4 separate regions of the Sus scrofa genome follow, and regions 1, 3 and 4 are each linked to region 2. Evidence: chromatin contacts called from public HiChIP or PLAC-seq data. All regions are on one chromosome and are shown on one strand. The core of a region is the stretch at or near the end of the contact, and the rest is flanking DNA. Distances in the headings are between cores, read along the strand shown. Region 1 holds the start of SLC7A6 (Y+L amino acid transporter 2). Region 2 holds the start of NFATC3 (nuclear factor of activated T-cells, cytoplasmic 3). Region 3 holds the start of RANBP10 (ran-binding protein 10). Region 4 holds the start of PRMT7 (protein arginine N-methyltransferase 7).

Region 1 (5,036 bases), core at 1,751-4,250, 170 kb before region 2:
TACAGAGAAAAAAAATGAAGTCTCCGTAGCCAGGCCTAATTCCACGTGTCTGTTTTGGCCAATTAATCTCTGCAACAAAGAGTGAGAGGCAACTTATCAAAAAATGAACTGAGTAATCAGCAGGATGATATTTCCTTTTGTAAAATCTAATTTTTACATGCCAGCAGGGGTAGCACTCAATTACTGAGAAGTTCCATCACAGCCACGGTGGGGTGTAACTCAACACGTGTCAGAGAACTACCCTGGCCATTTCAAATCATGCATGTCTAGACAGCTGCTACTCCCTCTGTCCCAGGTCCCATGAGCACCACTTGTGTCTCTTTTGTAGAGTATGCACACATCCTGGAGACTACAGCAGGAAGCAAAGAGGACAAAGGTCAGGAAATTTCCTGTACCAAGAAGTGCCAGGAGGTCAGTCACATAACTGGTATTTACTTTTGATCTATGATAAAAATATGTCCACAGAGAAGGAGGAAGACAGAATATGGAGCCTGTGGTTTTCCACATATTTTTCAGGAAAGGAAAATCAAATATAAGAACTTTAAAAGACAATCTGAGACCAAAATTGGATGCAAAAGCCATTAGCACACAGCGGGAGGACCTCAGCAATGTGAGCGCCTGGGCCATTTCCTCAAGGGGCCTCCCAGCAAGCAGAGAGAGCTGAAAATGATCTCAGGAAGCACACACGGGCTTTCAAAAGTCTGCTCCTTCCAGAGCTTCGAAATCAGGGAGCAGCCCTCAGAGATAAGCAGCGGATGGCGGAGCATTCTGCTAACCGCGAAAGATTGGCTGGCAGTGCTTTTTTTCCCCCATCAAGGATAAAGACTGAATTCTTTTTCTCAAGCACACAGTCCCGTGCACACAAGAGGTACGCCAAAAATAAACGTTAAATTAAATATGGATTCCTGCTTAAAACTGGCCGCAACACAAGTGGTGCCCAAACTGTTTGCTCAGTGCTCCGTGAAGAATACTCAGATTGTTTCACAAATATCTCCTTCCATTTATGACATGAGATGACCCAATGTGAAGCCACTGAGAAGAGCAGTAAGAGCAGGAGCCATCATCCTCCCTCCAACAGGCCGGACTCCCAGCCCAACGCGGGATGGATTCCCCGCGGCCCCCAAAAGCTCTACTTGGCGCCCCACATCCTCGGTCTCGCCCCCCGGGGCCCTTCTCATTTTCAGAGTCTCTCCCACGCGGCACAGGTTCTTCCCCAGCTTCAGATTCACACTGGAGGGTCTCACGCGGTCCCTCACGGTCACAGTGTCGCACTCGGGGCCACTCTGACCGCGGTCTCTCTCACTCACGGTCTCTCTCAATCTCCCTCCCAGTCTCTCACAAATGGAGTCGCCCTCACACTCAGGGCCCCTCTCAGCCACACACACACACACACACACGGAGTCTCCCTCACACTAACGTCGGCACCCGCACACTCTGCGTCTCGCACACGCAGTCACCCCCGAGCCTCCCTCTCTCTCACACACACAGACACACACACACGTACACGCGCGCGCGCACACACGGCGTCCTCCTCGCACGCTCAGTCCTCCACGGCTGGAGGGCCCCTCACGCTCAAGGTCCCGCTCACACGCACGGCGTCCCCCTCGGGCTCGCTCTCAAGCGCAGCGTCTCTCACGTGCCCGCGGCCGGCCCCGCGCCGGGTTCCCAGAACCGCATCCCGTACGCCGCAGTGGCGGCAGCGGCGGGGAGAATTCCGGCCTCAGAGGACGCGGCCTCGGCCCCGCTTCCCCTCCTCGGCCCGGCTCGTGGCCCGTTACCTCGTGGCGGCCGGGAGCCTCCAGGATGCTCTGTCGCGCTGCCCCCGCCTCCGCAGCGACCACTCAAGCCCCGCCCCCGCCACGTCACCCGCAGCCGGATCGCGACAGCGCGCGCCGCGTCGGGACAGGGAGACCGGCTCCGCAAGGGGCCCGCGGGCGGCGGCGCTTCCGGGCCCGGGGGAAGCGGGGGATGGGGAGGTGAGCTGCGCCCAGGCGCCCGCTTGAGCGGCCCAACACCCCCGGCAGGCCTCGACCTGGGCCCAGCCGCCCTAGCCAACTGGACGGCGGTTCCCCGACCCCGCAATCTCTCAGGGTCTCCAAGGGACTCAATACCCGAACGCGCCCCGCCGGGACCTTTAAATGCCCCACACCGGTTCCTCTGTGGCCCTTGGCCTAGAACACCCGGGGGGGCCTCATACAGCTCACACAAGGAGCTCTAAAGGTCTCCATACCCGGTTCACAGCCAGCCCTCCACCTAGAGACACTAGGGAGACACAGACCGACGGAGGATTCGTCCTCCAGGTCACAGCCCCCACCATGGTCCCCACAGACACATGGACACCGCTGGCCTTCTATAACCAACCCCGCGCCTGCCTGGAGCTCAGGCTTGAGGACATTTTTGAGTCCTCTCCCTGCCTGACCCCTCCTGTCCTCTTCCTCTCCCTCTGGTTGCTCCTCCAACTCCTTCTGGGGCTACATTTCCTCTGGTAGCTCTAGGGCTCTTTCTAGGGCCTCCTGAACTCATGGCTGGCTGCACCCTATTCTTAGCTTCCTGTCCACACCTCAGCCCATGACTCTCCTGGGCCATGAAGTCATTTCCCCCAGACAGCTCTTCACAACTGCACCACATCCTCTGGTTCCAGTCTGACCACACACAAAATCCTGCTCCCCACCCTAGTGACCTGGCAAGGGATGGGCATCACCCTGGACCCTTCCTCCTCAGGCACCCCCAGGCCCTGCATCTCACTGTTTTCTTCTCTCCAGCTGTAGTAGCCTCCCAATCCCTGCTCTGCTCTCTCTAACCCATCCCCACAGGGTAGGAGGTACTTCTACAATTCAGAGCAGAATGACTATTTCCTCTGCTGAAAAACCCTTCCATCCTCTCCCTCTAGACCCGAGATGGTGACCATTGAAGAGTCCTCATTGGTGTTGCTCTCCTGTGCTCTCTGCTTAGAATGAAATTGTGAATGAGAGTGCAGGCATACCTTATATCTTATTGCTCTTCTCTTTATTGCAATTCACAGATACTGAATTTTTTGCAGGTAGAAGTTTTGTGGCAAGGCTGCATTGTCAGATGATAGTTAGCATTTTTTTGGCAATAAAGTTTTTTTTTTTCTTTTTCTGCCATACCGAGGTATATGGAAGTTCCTGGGCCAAGGAATGAATCCAAGCCACAAATGTGATTCACGCCACAGCTGTGGCAACACTGGATCCTTAACCCACTGCACCACAATGGGAACTCCACAATGAGGTATTTCTAAATTAAGGAATGAACTTTTTTTAAGACATAATGCTATTGCACACTTAATAGGCTATGGTGTAAACAACTTTTAGATGCACCAGGAAACAAAAAAATTCATGTGACTTGTTTTACTGAGATATTTATTTTGTGGTGATCTGGAGCTGAACTCCAATATCTCTGAGGTATGTCTGCGTTTATATACTTGGAGTCCTTAGATTCTGCCCTTTTGCCCCCTGGTCTGGAAGAGGAAGGGCTCTGGACACTCATGTCTCTCAACAGCAGCCAGTTCACTTGTCCTTGTAACAGCAGCATATATGACCTAAAAGTTCCCAAAACCTCTGGCTTCACTGTCTTATACCATTACAGCAGCCTGCCAGCTGAAAGCCACCATGAACCAAGCACTGAATCAGATCTTCTCCAACACCATCAGTGTTCCTCAGATTACCCTGCAGGGTACATTTATTCATCCCCATTCTTCATATGAGCAAACTGAGGCTTAGGGAGGTTAGGAGACTCCCCAGGCCACTTGGCTAGAGCTGGGAGAGCTCAGCCTTGAATTCCGATTTGCTGGCCCTGAAGCCTCTTCTACCTCCATGCTCTTTCTCTGCAGCTACAAGACAGAGGGTGGAAGTGGATTGAAATGGGTCAGGGGTGAGAGGGTGTCTGCAAGGACAGTAGTATGAGTGGGTAGATGTCAGGGCAGAGCTGAGTCACCCTAGGCAGGACCTGGGTTTGTTTTTTGTCTTTCTAGGGCCGTGTGGTTCCCAGGCTGAGGGTCGAATCGGAGCTGTAGACACTGGCCTACGCCACAGCTACAGCAATGAGGGACCTGAGCCATGTCTGCGACCTACACCACAGCTCACGGAGACACCGGATCCTTAACCCACTGAGCAAGGCCTGGGATTGAACCCGCAACCTCATGGTTCCTAGTTGGATTTGTTTCCGCTGCGCCACAATGGTAACTCCAGGACCTGGGTTTCATATGGTTATCCTTTTTTGAAGGCCACCAATGCAGCTGGACCTATGTATTCCTAGGCGTCCTAATCCTTTCTGGGCCATCCATTCTTCCAGGTTTGGCCAAAAACTGGGGCAGCGCGAGGGTTCAGAGCGCCCTCTAGTGGTGCAGGGTGTATTGACGCCTGAAGCCCAGACTGCCCAGGCTCCTGTGAAGGAGGCAGGATGGGGTCTGCACCACAGAACTCAGGCCTAGACGCCATTTCTATGCATATTTCCCTGCCCCTATCCTGCTCCATTTGGTCCCCAGTCTCTCAGTCCTTGTCCTTGACCATTTTGGTCTCTCTTCCTCCCTCAGTCTCACCGTCCTCAAAGACAGACAGATAGTGGGCAGCAAAGGAAATGAAGCAAAGTAGAAGGGGGGCATCCTAAAAAAACCTCTAAGATCAAAGGATGCTGAGACCTGCAAGTTGAAGGAGGCCAGAAGGCTGGGAATGGAAATCCAGCAGGGCGACCTGCAGGGATTGTCCCTGGTCTCCAGCTCCGGAGGCATTTGAAGCCTATTGACCAGACAGGAGCAGGGGGAGGATGAAGCTTCAGTCCAACAGGAATGTTTCGGATCCTGGTTCTCAGTCCCAGGAGGGGAACTAGATGCCAGGAGAGGGGGCAGGAGGATGAAGCCCAAGGAGGTGCATAGGAGCCACACTTTGGTGCTGAGAACCCACCAAGGCCCCAGGAACGGTCAGGGTCTAGCCCCTGATTACTGGCTCTCCAGCCCCTCCACTCTTCCACTGTCTCCCTCCTCTCACACTCAGAGCAGAGGCTAGGCCAGGGCACTTTAC
Region 2 (5,332 bases), core at 2,708-5,207:
AAAATACATATTGTATCTAAGCTATTTCTCCCCTTTTAAAAAGCAGCAGTAGGTAAGATATAACACACCTACAGCACACACTCCTCCCAGTGACTCTCATTCAAAACTAGAAAGTCAATATTAATGAACAAATCCTGAGAATGAAACTTTGAATCTGAAACAGAAAATTATAACATAAACTAAATTGGAAATATATAATCAATACACTAAAATAGAATACCAGAAGCTGCCCTTTTAACAATGGCAAATAATGTTAATGAAATACATTAAACACTCAGCAATTTTAAGTTTTCTATTTACTACTGATGTATATGGTCATTTTGAAACTAGGTATTAAATAAAGGAAGTTTAAACATAATAGCTTGATTCATTCTTAACTGGAAAAAAATGAAAGCTAATACTATCCTCATATTAAAAAAAAGCTACAGACTTTAGGGTCTTAAATTTTCTTTAATGGAAAAATGCCAAAACACCTCAGTAAGCAATAATCTTTTGGGTCGCAGTGTATCTGATGTTACCAAGTGTCCAATCATCATATGTCTATTCAACATGCTTTCTCAGGATATTCAATAAATTCAGCTCCTTGGCCTGTCATCTGTCTCCATCCACTATCCCTCCACGCAAATATTTTCCCAAAATCTTCTGTATGGAAATTTAGCTGTGATGCAAGTACTCTCAAATCTTTAGAGAGAAGAAAAACCTGCAGCCCCAAATTTCCAATATCTGCTGTCTTAGAGAATTGACCAATAAAAGCCAAAGAAGTGAAAGAAGTCTCATCAACTTCCTCTACCACAAAGAAACAGCAAGCACTGACTCAAAATGTAAGCAGTACTTTTTCAATAACTGAACAAATACTAGACGCCTACTATATTAAAGGCACTATGATGGGCATCCATGAAAAAAATACAGACATTATCCCTCCCCTCATGGAATATTCCATTCCAGTGAGGAAGAGAATCCAGAAACAAACAAACGCACTAATATGACCCAATATTGATCTGAACTCTACCAAGCAATTTTACTCTCATGGCCCACTTTACTCATATAATCATCCTAAAAGTATGTCATTTAATCCACTTAGTTCTACACATTCATAATTACGCTTATTAAAATGAAACCTAGGAACTCCTAGGTAGCTCAGACGGTTAAGGATACAGCATTGTCATTGCAGTAGCTTGGGTTGCTGCTGTGGCATGGGTTCGATCTTTGGCCGGAAAACTTCCACATCTGCTAGCTCAGCCACAAAAAAGGAAAAAGAAAAGAAAAAAGAAAACTAATTTTGTGTTTCCAAATAACTTGGAAATCTTAGTTCTGAATACATAACAACCTTTTCAATAGAATTTTAAAATTAGCTGTTAGGTAGTCATAGCAGCACTATCTACAATAGTCAAAAGGTAGAAATAGCTCTTGTCCATCAATGGATGAAAAAACAAACTGGAATATATATACAATAGGGTATGATTCACTTATAGAAAGGAATGAAGTACTGCTACGTTTTACAACATGGATGAACCACAAAAACACTACGCTAAGTGAAAGAAACCAGACATAAAAGGTCACATATGTATGATTCCATTTAGATGAAATATCCAGAATGGGTAAATTCAGAGACAGAACCCAGACCAGGGAATACGCTGCCAGAGACTGGGAGGGGACAAAGGAGAATGAGGAGCAACTGCTTAATGGGTTTGGGGTGTCCTTCTGGTGATGAAAATGTTTTGGAACTAGACAGAAGTGGTGGCTACACAGCATCGTGAATGTACTAAATGCCACTGAATCATTCAATTTGAAATGGTTTATGTCACGTGTATTTCACTCTAATTTTTTAAAATCTATCAAAAAATAGCTACTAGACTATTGTATAGTGAACTTTTTGTCACAAATAAAACTGCTCAAGCTTAAGTTTGCAAATTCCGGGAGTTCAACCTTAATCCCTAGATCTATTTTGATATCAAAATGGTTTGGGATCAGGGACTATGGCAAAAATTTCTTAAAAAGCTGTTTCCATAGCTTTTAAATGTCATTTACGTACTGTTTCAGATGTATATACAGCTCCTACTTACATGATGATACTCATTTAATATTCTCCTGTTTGGTCAACATCTTTATTGATCATGTATGTGGTATATATATAATGTGCTCTAATCAAGTTTGTGTTCCAAAAGTTTGCTTACATCATTAACTATCTTCTCCATGATGAAAATACTCATTCAAACAAGAGTCCTGAATGCTACTTTTCCCACAAATGCCACTTTTCCCATTTCTACCACTATTGTAACATGCATCACCGTTCAAGTCAGTCTAGTAACAGTTATTTGGGTTATGTGCATCCATCATAACACTACAAAGTACCTAACATACCTTCAACATAATTGCTGCTCAGATGATGTCAGTGGAACTGAAATAAACGCAACCGAGAAATAACTACTACCATAAACTATTACGTTGAAAAAGACATTTAACATATAAATACTAACAGGACTGATAATACAAATACTTCCTTATGCCATACATTCAGATGTGTTTTTTAGTGCAACCCTACAGAACAGTCTGTTGAGCATCAATATCAACATGAAGTAATTCGCTTAATACCCGGAAAGAATAAATGGAGATTAGACATATCCACCTTCCTTCTGAAATTCGCCTGCAAATGCAATAGGAAAACTGAACTTAATGAACCACAGTATTCCAAACCAGGTCACAGGAGAGCTCCAAGTCCCCAGCCATCCTGTTTCTATTTCCTGATTGGTCTGACCTCCAAGCATTATGGTGTCCACTCTTCACAATTCATGATCTCCTTTAAAACATCTTGTGAGGTGAGCTTTTTCTCAAAATAAAAATGTACTTCCAGAACTTTCTAGGAGATTTACGAACAAGGTACTCCACTTCTTAAAATTTTCTGAAACACTTTGCTCAAGAAAAGAAATCGTTTTCAGAAAAGTCCCGTTATAGTTACAGCTCGAATTAAATGTGGGCCATATTAAACTTGCACAAGTCGACGTTAACACTAAGGCATTACTCTCCTACCAAAGTAGATTTAAACAGACATGTGCTGGAATTTTAGAGAACTCCTACACTTCCAGAATGCGCATCGTTCAAATAAAGATTGTTTTTAAAACCTAGAATAGACGAAAAACCAAGCCTGCTTACACTTCATAGGGACATTTCCTCCGCACCACGCTGGCAAAGCAGCGACAACCAGACGCCACTTGGGCAGCAGCCCGGACCCTCAGACTCCAAACCCCGGGCGTCCAGGGGCCACAGCGTCCCGGAGTCGAGTTCCCCTCCAGTTTGCTTCCAGCCAAGCTGCGGCCACTTCCACGTCGCTGCGACCTACACGCCTCCTCAGCAACACACACACACACACACGACAACCAGACCTGGGACAACCAAAGGAATAGGGAGGGGACGAGCTCATGAGAGCGAGAAGAGTAGACGCTCTGCGGTCTCGCCCCGCCCGGCACCCACCTGCAGGCCGCGAGCCCGGGGGTGGCGGCGCCGACGCCCCGTCCTCGCCAAAGACGAGTTTAAAGTCGAGCTCGTCGGGGGCGCCACAATTTGCAGTAGTCATCGGCGTGGCCCAGGGTGCTGCGGCTCCTCCTCAGGCGGCGGCAGCGGCGGCGGCTCCTCAGCGCCGCTTCATGCCGGGCCGCGCCGGCCAGGAGGTCGCAGCTCCACAGCAAACTTTCCGGGCGGGGACCGCGACGCCGAGCGTTTCGTTCCGAACTCTAATACTGGCCGCGGGCCGAAACACCCTAGGAACCCCCGTCACCGCCAGTCGTCGGTGCCCAAGCTGGCACGGTCGCCTTAGACGATATTCCCCGCCCCCCCCACAGCCGCCGCCGCCACCACCACCGGCGCGCTCCCGCGCCTTGCCGCGCGCCCGGCCCCGCCCCCTACCGAGCGCCCATCTGACCTGGCAGCCCATAGGCCACCGGCCTCGCGGGCTAGCCCGACGGCCCCGCCCTCTCACTGCCCTACCGCGTGACTCAGTCCCGCAGAAGGAAGTCACGTGACTAAGGAGCGCTAGCTAGCCCTGCTACCTCTTGGGACTTGTAGTTTGGCCTGTATTCTTTCAACTATTTCTGAAATAGGACCCGGCACCGCGGTATGGGGTCCAAAACGTAATTGGATTGAGGGGCCCACCACCAGCCAATCGGAGAAGATCCCTTTCCTTATTGGGCAGACCCCATGTCGTGGAAGGAGCACAAGAGCCTTGGGATTATGGTTCCATTGACGAGCAACTGTAGGGTTATTCTTGCTGACTGGGTTTGGGGAAGGTATCAGCGCCCGGGAGGGTACGTGGATGTCACATACCCTCACCCCAAGCTCAATGGCGGAATCTGAAGAAGGCAGGGACTGGATCGAGCTTCCACCTAAGGTGGGGCGGAGCCAGAGGAGACCTGGGTTGCGCGAGTCTCAAGTCTGAGCTATCCATCGCTACAGACCCACCCCTGGGGGGCGGGGCCATTGCTCCGCTGGATGAGTCTTTGTCTGTCCCCACCACCCAACCTGGCAGCTGCTCCCTCCAGGACAGTCGGCGCGTTCGAGGCCTCGGCAAAGCCCCATGAGCAAGGTCTGTCCCGTGCTGGAAGTCAGGCAGACTGAATGGGAAAGCCTGTGGTGAACTCGCACCACCCAAGGCGCTCCGTGTCTTCTGCATCTTGTCGCACATCCACGGAAGTCAGAGAGATCGTGCTGGTCGAACCGCGTTAGTGGGGAGGAAATTACACTGTCTGAAGAACAGTTTTCACTCTCGGCCTCTCCCCAGCGGGCGTGTCTTCCCTTGAGACGATCCAAGACGTCTCCTCCTGGGGCTTGGGGTGGAGGCCATGCCCAGGGACGCAGAGCCTGGCTTGTTTACTTAGGCACAAGGTGGACCGAGAGCAGGGAGAGGTGGCAGAGACCAACTCCCCTAGCTCCAGGCCCGGAGGGGCATAGCATCCTTAAAAGTGCACTGCCAGAGTAACCAGGGTGCTGTGGCTCAGAAGCTTGCGTGTAGGTGCAAGAGCCCAAACATATCCCAAAGGCCCTGGAGAAGAGTGCAGAGATGTCTCAATATGTGGACTGGCAACCTGAGCTACCAGGGGACCCTGAGGAGAGCCCAACTAGGCCTAAGGTCAGGAGGACTGGGATCATGCAGAGAGAGCACTTGAGACGTTTATCGTGGATTGGCTCATCCCTGAGGTCATAAAACTTTTCCTGCCCTGTTCTCTGTACTCATACCTGTGCTGGTCCTGGGGACACAGATAAATTAATCTCCCTTCAGGCATCAGGGAGGGGAGGCCAGCAAAGCTATAATCACTGTGCAGAGATTAGGGCTGTGCCAAGA
Region 3 (5,117 bases), core at 1,459-3,958, 240 kb after region 2:
CACAATTCATGGCAATGCCAGATCCTTAACCCACTGAGTGAGGCCAGGGATGGAACCTGCGTCCTCACGGATGCTATTCAGATTAATTTCCACTGAGCCAGGACAGGAACTCAAAGATTCCTTTTAGAGGGTTCTACTGGCATATGTGTAGTGCTAACGTCTGGCCTACCTCTCATCCGGGATCTGCTCTAAGGGAGAGCTGGAGGAGGACACCCATGCTATGCCTCTAAGGGAAGCAGTGAGCCTGGCCTGTTATACACCACTAAATACTGGTCAATTAAGAATATGGGCAGGAATGGGCGTTCTCTTGTGGTGTAGTGGGTTAAGGATCTGGCATTGTCACTGCAGTGTCTTTGGTTGCTGCTAAGGCATGAGTTTGATCCCTGGCCCAGGAACTTCCAAATGCCACAGGCATGGCCAAAAAAAGAAAAGAATATGGGTAGGAATGATGTTTTGTATGGCTACCAAATTCAGCCTCAGCAATTACATTATGCTTCCTTTTAAAAATACATGGGGATTCCCTTTCTGAGTCTATTTCATATCCCTTTCAAATATGACTGCATTTCCTAAATCTTTCCTGTGTTGGGTAAAAACACCTTTTCACATGCCTACTGTCTGGTTTTTGTAGATTCATTTTAGCTCTGGATAGAATAATCAAATTGGCATTTAATTTCCTAACTTTTGTAAGTTTTCTCTGCCAAGGTAGCACATACCCTGGGGGATTAGAGTTTAGGTGCGATCAGGTTTTTTCATTAGGAATGAGTAGAAGTGAGAAAATACACTCATTAAACACCGAAGGCTTAATATGTGCAAGATCTGTCATGAGAGCTTCATACACGCTGCCTAAATTTTCCTGAAAATGTAAGGTGGGCTGTATCATTCCCATATTTGAGATATGGAAACAGAGGCCCAGAACTTAAGGGCCTTCTCTAGAGCTAGAAAGGTATTTGCCCTGTTTTTTGCTTTTTAGGGCTGCACTTGCGGCATATGGAGGTTCCCAGGCTAGGGGTCTAATTGGAGCTATAGCTGCTGGCCTACACAACAGCCACAGCAACACCAGATCCGAGCCACATCTATGACCGATACCACAGCTCACCAAAAAGCTGGATCCTTAACCACTGAGCAAGGCCAGGGATTGATCCTGCCACCTCGTGGTTCCTAGTTGGATTTCTTTCCACTGAGCCACGATGGGAACTCCAAAATTTTTTGTTTTAAATATATGCTTTGTGACTTTCCTGGCTAACGGAGCTTGTTATCTTATTTTCAGTGTCCAGAGGCTGCACCCTGAATACAGGCAGGAGCTAGCAGGAGGCCTCGGGATGTTTCTAGGCTGCTTAGTGATGCTTCTTTGTCATAAACCAGTGGGTGCAGAGGCTGTTAACCTTGTGGCTAAGCGCTCAGTTTCAGGAATCACACATGCCTGGCTGGGTTTGAATCCTAGCTCAGTCATTTATAAACAGGTGTAAAACTCATGATCTCTCTAGACTTCTATTTCTCTATTTGTAAAATGGTGATATTACTAATTCATAGAGTTGTTGTGAGGGTTAATTGTGCTATGTAAAGAGCATGGCACAATTCCGGCTGTGGCTCAGCGCATTAAGAACCGGACAGAAGATACGTGAGGATGCGGGTTCCATCCCTGGCCTTGTTCAGTGGGTTAAGGATCTTGTGTTGTCCTGACCTGAGGTGCAGGTCCCAGACGTGGCTCGGATCTAGTGTTGCTGTGGCTGTGATATAGGCCGGCAGCTGCAGCTCCCATTCGACCCCTAGCTTGGTTATTTCCATACGCCGCTGGTGCGGCCCTAAAAAGATAAAAAAACACAAACAAACAAACAAACAAAAAAACTTGGCACGCTCAATACAAACAAGATGGCTGTTACTAATGATAAAGTATGCCTGCCCTTTTACAAGAATGTAACGGCCTCCCTGAGCTGAGGAGTCATCTGAGATTCTGTTTCTTCATCACCTATCCTGTGCGGTTGGAGCCCCAGACCAACGGAGAGAGGTCCGAATCAGGTACCATTTATTTCTTTTTCTGGAAGTAGTAAAGCCCTCTTCTCCGCCCTCAGCCCTGCCAGCGCTTACCTCGACGTGGTCGCCAAGCTGGGGCACTGCGGTTTGGAGGAGGCCATGACCCTAGGGCAGCCGTGCAGCCAGCACTCGCGAACTGGAAAGCCGTGCTAGTGTACAGCTCGTCGCCATGGCGACCAGTTCCCAGCAGCCCAGCGGCGGGGGCGGGGTCAAGGTTGTGTCTTGCCCCCAGCCCAGAGCCCGCGGGCTAGGAGGAAGGCCAAGTAGCCAAGATGGGGTCAGACTTGGGAATAGGGTCTTCTCAGAGTCTGTCACTACAGCAGATATGACTCTAGCGACCAGAATTGAGGCAGGAGGATAAACAGAGGCCATGGGTGAGGGAGGCGAAGTGAGAGGCCAGAATCGCGTTGCCAGCGGGAACTGTAGTTTTTGGTGTCCTAATAGCTTGGCTAAGCAGGCTTATGACTGAGTCGGTTTGTACTACATCTCCCAAAGTTCTTTACCAGCCCGAGCTAGCCTCCCTATGGAGAGCTCTGCATTCTGGGAAATGAAGTCCGAAATATGGCAGGGCGTGGCAGTATGCAAAGAGAGGTACCTAACTCGGACTCGATTTCCCTGCGGCCCGGGTTTGCTCTCCGGCCATTGGCTGAGCGGGGCGGATCTAGTCCTGTTCTTCCCCGCCCCCAGTGACACAATAGCAGCTCCCTCCAAGATGGCGGCGGCGACGGCGGATCCGGGAGCTGGGAGCCCGCAGGTTGGAGACTCCTCCGGCGGGGGCGCTGGGGGCGGGCTGCCGTCTCCGGGGGAGCAGGAACTGAGCCGGCGCCTGCAGCGCCTGTATCCCGCGGTCAACCAGCATGAGACGCCGCTGCCGCGCTCCTGGAGCCCCAAGGACAAGTACAACTATATCGGCCTCTCCCAGGGCAACCTCCGCGTCCACTACAAAGGTATCGGCCTGTTTGGCCGCGGGGGGTAAAAGGCCAGAGCGTCAGCAGGGTGGCTGTGCTGTCCAGCCCCTGCTTCATCACTTCCTTTCCCCAAGCTCCGGATTAGGCCTTAGCTCCTGTTGGGTGTTTGGGTGGTGGGCTGACCAGACCGAGGATTGGCTGCTTAGCCTACTCTGCCGTGAGACTTCGGATGTCAGGAGAACCTCAACAGGTGTCCAAACCCAGTGCTGGGTTGGACATTGCACCCAAGGCCTTCTTGCCTGTCCTGTGGTAGTTGGAACTCTCCCTGGGCCCTTCACCACTGCTTAGCTTTAAACGTCTCTGTAGACATTAGTGGTCTCATCCTCTCTATTAGCCAGAGGTGCATGAGCTTGCTTACCTGCTGGACATCTCAGACACTGCCTACGGTTCTGTGCTAAAGTTGTGGGGCCATCTTCCAGGGCTGCCTCTTCCTCCCTTAGTCTCCTAAGTGGGCTGCTTGGCTGCTTGTATTCTGGAGAGTCTGGCAGCAGCACGAGGGAATCTCTCACTTGTCACCCACCTTGCATATGCCTCCTGTGGTTTGTATGGAGACAGTGTCTCAGACAGTGCTACTGTTCTGAGGATGAGGTGGGAGGTTTGTGTGTTTGCTCAGTTGTTGTCTAATTACACCTTGGACCAGGAAAGGGCTTCCTCTGGCTATGAGGGGTGAAGTTGCTGTGGAGCAGAGAAGAATGAGTCTTCCATTTGCATTTCCTTTTGCTGAAATTTCTTTGTCCTCTCTTACTAGGTCATGGCAAAAATCACAAAGATGCAGCCTCAGTGCGCGCCACCCACCCCATACCTGCTGCCTGTGGCATTTATTACTTTGAGGTGAAGATTGTCAGCAAAGGAAGAGATGGGTAAGCCCAATACTGAGCTGTTCCTTTTGGTCAAAGTTTGAGGTCTCCTGATTGACCCTTGTGACTTGTGTGAGCTGCTGAGCTGTATGGGTCTGGGCTGCAGAGGGGATTAATAGTGGCTGCCTCTGTTACCTGGCTGTAGGCATGGCCTGGTCTAAGCAGCAGCCTTTGATGGCAGTTAGGAACCTGGTGTAGAGGAGGGGCTTCTCTTTAGTGATGACGAAATGAGGTACCTCATAGGTGAGGGAACCAAGTTTACATTAACAATTCAGTGTCCAGAATGGAGTTTCCCCATTATTGTGGGGTGTTTGTGACTTCCCTCCTTTCACACTCTTGCTGCATTCAAGGTTCCTTTTTATGGTTATTAGTCATGTAGAGGCCCCTTTAGACTTCAAAGGAGTAGTAAAGTCTTTGCAGCATTCATCAAAGCTGCGGCAGCCACTGGCCTGTCATCTTAGGGTAAACAGCATGCACATGGTCAAAATCAGGTGACCTTGCTACTCATAAACTTGTTTTTCAGTCTCGGGACTTGAACACCAGTTGGACCAGCTTTAGGAAGGTCCATATTAAAGTCAGCATTAGGGAAGCTCCCTATTTTAGGGTGATCTAAGCAGACACAGGACATCACAGGGGAGATTTGTCATTTTTCTTCCTTTTTTCCTAGTCTCTCTGTTTTTTTCCTGGTAATTGTTGTAAAACAGGTGTTTAAGTTGTGAAATAACATGATTTCACCTGCCTTGGGAAAGCTTTCCTCATCAGATCTTAGGTCTGGTGTGGGGAGTTTGCTAACCCCACCAGTGACCTTCATGCCAACCCCAAATGTGTGTTCCTGAGTGTTCAGAATACTTTCTTTCTCCTTGGGACTGTCCCCCTTGTGGTGCATGCAAAATGCCCAGCCAGGGGGCGATGCTGGGGGCAGGACTGCTGCAGTTGGAGCTTTGCCTGCTTTCTCAGTGAAGCCTTAACATCCCTGCCTGGGAGAGTTGTGTGGTTGTGGGTAGGTCATGGGGCTTAGATCTCTTTGTCTGTACTGTGGGGGGCTAGGCTAGCGCTAAACTGCCTTCAGTTCCAGAATTCTATGATTCTGAAATTGTAAGGATGGCAAGCTATTGTGTCTTTTACTTTTATTCCTGTTTATTGCAGGAAGCTTGTATAATTAAAGGGCTTTAAAGCTTGTATTTTTCCATTTCCACCATCTGATGAAAGTGCATTATTTTTCTTTCCTTTTAGGGCTGCACCTGCGGCATATGGAGGTTCC
Region 4 (5,578 bases), core at 2,131-4,630, 220 kb before region 2:
ATATTCTTCAAGGATCACTTACAAAGCAGAGCAGGGAATGAGGATGGTGGTTGCCTCTAAGAAAGAAGGGAAAAGCATGAGATCAAAGAAGGCCACACAGGGATTTCAAAAGTAACAGCACTGTTCTTTTCTAAAAATGGATGGTAGTAATACATTGTCATTCTTTATCCCTTACTATTCTTTATAATGATTACTTCTTATCTACTCAACATTCAATTTTAAAAGCAATTTTGGAGTTCCCATCGTGGCTCAGTGCTTGACACATCTGACTAGGAACTATGAGGTAATGGGTTCGATCCCTGGTCTTGCTCAGAGGGTTAAGGATCCGGCGTTGCCGTGAGCTGCGGTATAGGTTGCAGATGCAGCTCGGATCCAGCGTTGTGGCTGTGGTGTAGGCCGGCAGCTACAGCTCCAATTAGACCCCTAGCCTGGGAACCTCCATATGCTGTGGGAGCAGCCCTAGAAAAGGCAAAAAACAAAAAAATAATAAAAATAAAAAGACAAAAAAATTAAAAATTAAAATTAAAATGCTTCAAATAAATAAAATGTTACCAGATTCGTATCTCATATGGGCTACTTCCCCAAAGAGATCTATTTCTGAGAGATAAATACCAAACTCAAAAAGTTTGAAGGTATTTCTCAGTAGATAAGGCCTCTCACTATGCGGTCCCTCTCACTATTCAGAAAACAAGTGTTCCACATTCCCCTTCAGTTCTTCGTAAACACTGATCCATCACCAAGAAACCTTAAAAAGAATGCCTCCTCAATTCCCTAAACCACCCTAAGGCATCTTCATTGGCCAGAGTCACTTTCTTTTGACGTTATCTAATTTAAGAAAACACCGCAATCCTTACACTAGAGGATGGGGAACAATCTTTTCTAAAAGGCTCAGGCAGTCACTGGCCTGGTTCAAAATAGTCAATTTGTCCTTCAGTAAATCCTACTTCTAACTCTACTTAGGCGTATCTATTATCCAATCTAGTGGCTTTCTGACAACTCCAGTAAGAAATACACACACACACATATAACTTAAAGTTCCACAAACAGTATTTGGCCTTCCTATGGGTAAGACCCTCTGATACAGTTGACTCTGTTTAACTTTCCTTATGCTGGTCATGATCCACCAAATTAATTTAATAACTCTCCAATGGACTGCAACCTACAGTTTGAAAACCACTGCTAGAATCAAGTCTTTATATCTCATACGCTAATATTTATTATTAAAAGACAGGGTATCTAGAATTACCAGAACATGTAATGTGCTTTAGAAAACTGTGTCCAACAAATACTACAGGAGAAAGAAATACTACATCTGGCTGAATGTTCAGGGAAAGTTTAAAAGATGGCTAGGATTTATTTAGGTGGGTGAGAGGAGGGAGAATGTGAAACTGAACAAGCAATCACACATGTTCCTGTGGTTCATGTTATAGAGTTCCTGAGACACTTATCCTATGGCCCATGTGGAATCAACCAAGAACTCACTTACAGGTGAAGAGTAGAGTAAACAACTTTAAGGAATTCCGTTCCCTCTATGATGTTGTAGGGGACACAACACAACTAGGACACAGTGTCTTCCCATAACTATAAATTTTGATTTCATATAAATCTAAGTAAATGTTTGAGAACAGAAATCATGTCCTGTAACCACTCTGTGTGAACACTACACATCTTCTATGGATAAATCCCCTCATCTATTACTATGACTTGTCCTCTCCTAGAAGGAGCCCACACTCCAGGTTCAGGATACCCTAACCTCCTCATTCTCTAAGAACTAGGAACTCAAATTGTTATTTACAAGGAGAGAATGGCAATCACCTGTCAAGCCCTGTTTTACTTGGTAGATTTCACAGCAGATGTCTGGTTCATTCATTTAAAATTTACCAGGCACCTTCTGTATGCCGGGCCCTACGTTAGGACTGGAGGGCTATCACAAACAAGATAGCGAAGGTCCTTGTCCCCCAAGAATTTATATACTCTAATGGGAAGAGAGTATATATAAACAAAGACTTCACAAGGCAAAGGAAGGAAATACACAGAGTGCTATGAAAGAGAGAAAGTTATGGGAAGATTCTCTGAGAAAGGCAGCATACAAGTTGAGGCCTACAAGACAAGCCAAATTAAAAGCTGTGAAAGTGTAGTGCTCATATTTCAGGAATCCTTACCCCAACTTTTCCCAAGAAAAGGCCCTAGGATATAAAAAACCAGGTGCATAGTGACAAAAGCCTGCCGGACTGAAGCACTTTGAGTAGAAGAAATGACAGATTAGGGGTGGGCTTCTGCAAATCACTGTGGCCTGTTGGCTTTGGAAAAGTGGTTTGCATTTTGTTCTAGATGCACTGGGAGCAACTCAAGGATTTCAAGCAAAAAAAAAAAAAAAAAATACCTACGGTGAGTGTATGGTTTTACAGACCACTCAGGCCGGTATGTGGTAAATAGGTTTCCGACTACTGAAAACACTGTGACTGGGAAAGCCTAGCGAACCAGACAGCCGTGCGACAGCTGGAGGTCCATATGACCGTGGTGCAAGTCTCTGTCGCTGAGGAGAGACGCCAGGTACTATGACCGAGGTCCCCGTGGAGGTGCTCAGTCACAGACCCAGCTAGAAGCAATCACCCGACTGGATGGCAGAGACGGAGACCTCCCGGAACCCCGCACTCTCGCCGGCCCGGGAGCTCCGAGCCGCCTCAGGCGGACTCTAGAAAGGTCCTCGAGAGTCTCGAAGACATGCGTACCCCAGGCTCCGAGGCCTTGAGCTGAGGACTGGAAGCTGGCTGCACCCAAGCCTCCAACCGCGACCGACCTTCCCAACCCGCCCAGCGCCTCACCCGCCGCAAGAATCTCTCCACTCACGTCTGCCGCCCCCGCCATATTGCCGCGGCAGGCGTGCAAGGGCGGGACCTCCCTTGGCTCGCGGAGCGTGCGGGGCACGGAGCCCGGAAGCGGAAGCAGAAAGCTCTTCCGTCGCACCTCTCGCGTTCCCACAGTGCTCCACGACAGCCAGTATGGAGGCCGGCAGGACAGCGGTGCTCCGAGTGAAGCGGAAGCGCAGCGCAGAACCAGCTGAGGCACTTGTCCTCGCTTGTAAACGCCTCCGCTCCAGCGCAGTTGAGTCGGGAGTCCAAAAGACGCCTCCGGATGGTCTGGAGAGTGCAGCAGAAAATAATGTCTTCCAGTTGGTGGCCACTTTGCGCTCCCAGGTATTGGGCTGGGAGGGAGCCGGTGTGAAAGGGATCTTAGGGCTCAGCTGTGGTGCGTCCTTATCTCTGACACTCTCTTGAACCCTTGCTTCCACCCTCTCCCACCAGGAGGAGCCAGTCCAGCCTCTCCTGCGGGCGGCCCTGCGCCCATCCCAGAGCAGCCAGCAGCGCATCCGCAGTCATCTCCGCGCGTCTGCTCAGGAGATGCGGCAGGAGGGCCGCTACAGAGTAGTCTCTAGCCACCGATCTTCGGGGATTCCCTCGGGTGGCTTGGAATCCGAAGACGCGCCGGGAAGCCCAGAGGCCACGGCTGAGGACGCAGGCTTCCAGCTGTTGGACCTGGTCCGTGAGGAAGAAGACCCAGAAGCCGCGAACGCCACAATCTCCCGCAAAGTGAGTACACGTCCGCAGTCGCGCACTGGGCTTCTACACAGTTAAAGAGGGTACACATGACTTCACTTTAGAGATGGATGCTCCAACCATATTGATAAGCTCAGTTTATAGGTTAGGTTTTTCATTCAACAAGTATTTATTCACAGGCCACTATGTGCCACTCCTTGTTCTTAAGTTCTGTGGATACAGCAGTGAGGACCTAACTTAGAGGAGAGAAAGATCAAGGAAATAAATTCAATTTCAGGTAGCGATATGGGCTATAAGGACAGGGAGAGAAAAAGGAAAACTATGATCCCATCTCATTGAGAAAATGCCATTTGAGTGAAGACTTGGAGGTGAATGGCAGGGCACTGTATATATCTGGGGAGGATTCCAGACTGGGGAGCTATAACTGCAAAGACCCTGAAGCCAAATTTATCTGGTGTTTTCAGAGTCATTGTGCCTGGAGCCCAGTGAGATGGGGAAAGATAGTAAGAAATTTGGGGAGAGGATACTTGCTAGACCCTTTCAAGTAGATACTTGCAAGGATACACTGCCTTTCGTCCTGAGATGGGGAATCACTGGAGGCTTTTGACCAAGGTAAAAATAGAGCAGATGGGAAAACTCTATATTTAAGGGAGGTTAAAGGACCAGCCCTGGGTAGGCTACCAGGTTTGAGGTAATTTAGAATTAGAGTGCAAGACCTCTTACATTTAATTCAGTATTACTTTCTACTAATTACATTTACTAAGTTAGTTTTGTCCCTCACTTCCAAAAAACAAAGTCAGCTACATGCAGTAAAACCAAAGAAATAGAAAATTCTCAACCTCAGGTATGCTTCCTCTTGATAAACATTTTTCAGATCTCCTTTTAGTAGTTCTCGTAGTTTAAAAAATGAGATTTTTATTCAAAATGTATCAAGCAAAAAATATTTTATCATGTTGCTACTATACTTGGATAACAATTTGGGCATGGTGACCATAGCCACCTCTCTTGCCAAAACTAGTTCCACACGAATTCATACTGCTTCATGAGTTATGAAGTTTTGTTTTTGTTTTTTCTTAAATACAGATTGACAGGAGTTCCCTTGTGGCTCAGTAGGTTAAGGATCCAGCATTGTCACTGCTGTGGCTCTGGTTACTGCAGTGGCTCAGGCCTGATCCTTGGCCCAAGAACTTTCATGTACCACAGGTGCAGCCAAAATATTTTAAAAATACTAATAATAAAGAAGACACTTTATTTTTTTGGCCTGGCTCATGGCATGTAGAAGTTCTTGGGCCAGGGATCAAACCCAAGCCACAGCAGTGGCAGTGCTGAAGGCCACCAGGGAACTCCTTAGTTACACATTCTTAAAAGTGAACCAGGATGTTCCCGTTGTGGCACAGTGGAAACAAATCCAGCTAATATCCATGAGGATGCCGGTGCATCCCTGGCCTTGTTTAGTGGGTGGGGGATCCAGCATTGCTGTGAGCTGTAGTTCGCAGACGTGGCTCAGATCCCACGTTGCTGTGGCTGTAGTGTAGGTTGGCAGCTATAGCTCTGATTTGACCCCTGACCTAGTAACTTGCATGTGCTGCAGGGGTGGCCCTAAAAAGCTAAAAAAAAGAAAAAAAGTGAACCAGTATTCAGTGGAATCAAATCAATTAAATAGCTCATTAAATCATAGAGGGAAAACTAGTAGATGAGCTAGGAAAGATATGAACAGAGATTTTCCCAATAGTGCAATACAAACTATAAACACATTAAAAATGTTTGCACATGGGAGTTTCCTGGTTGCTCAGCGGGTTAAGGACCTAGTGTTGTCACTGCTGTGGTGTAGATTTGATCCATAGCCCAAGAACTTCCACATGCTGCAGGTGAAGCCAAAAAAAAAAAAAAAATACTTGCACAGATTAACCATAAAAAACATAAATTTAAGGTGAAAGCAAACTTGAGGTTTTATGCCTACTAGATTATCAGGAAAAGAGATGTTGATAGTACTGCTGGCAAGGCTGTATTAAAACTGTACA

The links. HiChIP or PLAC-seq counts read pairs in DNA pulled down with a chosen protein or histone mark.
Region 1: a contact with region 2 is called in an H3K27ac HiChIP or PLAC-seq map of alveolar macrophages. The contact joins the promoter of SLC7A6 here to the promoter of NFATC3 in region 2. A contact is called at or near these places in 1 of 47 Hi-C or Micro-C datasets (fetal heart ventricle) and 2 of 2 datasets of contacts at active chromatin or transcription factors (alveolar macrophages and skeletal muscle).
Region 3: an H3K27ac HiChIP or PLAC-seq map of alveolar macrophages shows a contact between it and region 2. The contact joins the promoter of RANBP10 here to the promoter of NFATC3 in region 2. A contact is called at or near these places in 1 of 5 promoter capture datasets (fetal liver) and 1 of 2 datasets of contacts at active chromatin or transcription factors (alveolar macrophages).
Region 4: a contact with region 2 is called in an H3K27ac HiChIP or PLAC-seq map of alveolar macrophages. The contact joins the promoter of PRMT7 here to the promoter of NFATC3 in region 2. A contact is called at or near these places in 1 of 47 Hi-C or Micro-C datasets (embryonic fibroblasts) and 1 of 2 datasets of contacts at active chromatin or transcription factors (alveolar macrophages).

The regions. Positions count from the first base shown.
Region 1 is chr6:28,832,761-28,837,796 of Sscrofa11.1, reverse strand. It overlaps SLC7A6 (Y+L amino acid transporter 2), which reads right to left and starts at 3,000. Exons shown (of 10, transcript XM_021094156.1): 1 at 1,779-3,000. PLA2G15 (group XV phospholipase A2) reads right to left here. Exons shown (of 5, transcript XM_021094161.1): 5 at 5,032-5,036.
Region 2 is chr6:28,665,083-28,670,414 of Sscrofa11.1, reverse strand. NFATC3 (nuclear factor of activated T-cells, cytoplasmic 3) reads right to left here and starts at 3,957. Exons shown (of 10, transcript XM_021094122.1): 1 at 3,469-3,957. The coding sequence starts at 3,571.
Region 3 is chr6:28,425,974-28,431,090 of Sscrofa11.1, reverse strand. RANBP10 (ran-binding protein 10) reads left to right here and starts at 2,708. Exons shown (of 14, transcript XM_003355780.5): 1 at 2,708-2,978; 2 at 3,748-3,859. The coding sequence starts at 2,744. TSNAXIP1 (translin-associated factor X-interacting protein 1) reads right to left here and starts at 2,560. Exons shown (of 16, transcript XM_021094108.1): 1 at 2,086-2,560. The coding sequence starts at 2,132.
Region 4 is chr6:28,880,950-28,886,527 of Sscrofa11.1, reverse strand. It overlaps PRMT7 (protein arginine N-methyltransferase 7), which reads right to left and starts at 3,380. Exons shown (of 19, transcript XM_021094144.1): 1 at 2,826-3,380. It overlaps SLC7A6OS (probable RNA polymerase II nuclear localization protein SLC7A6OS), which reads left to right and starts at 2,956. Exons shown (of 5, transcript XM_021094162.1): 1 at 2,956-3,197; 2 at 3,306-3,590. The coding sequence starts at 3,003.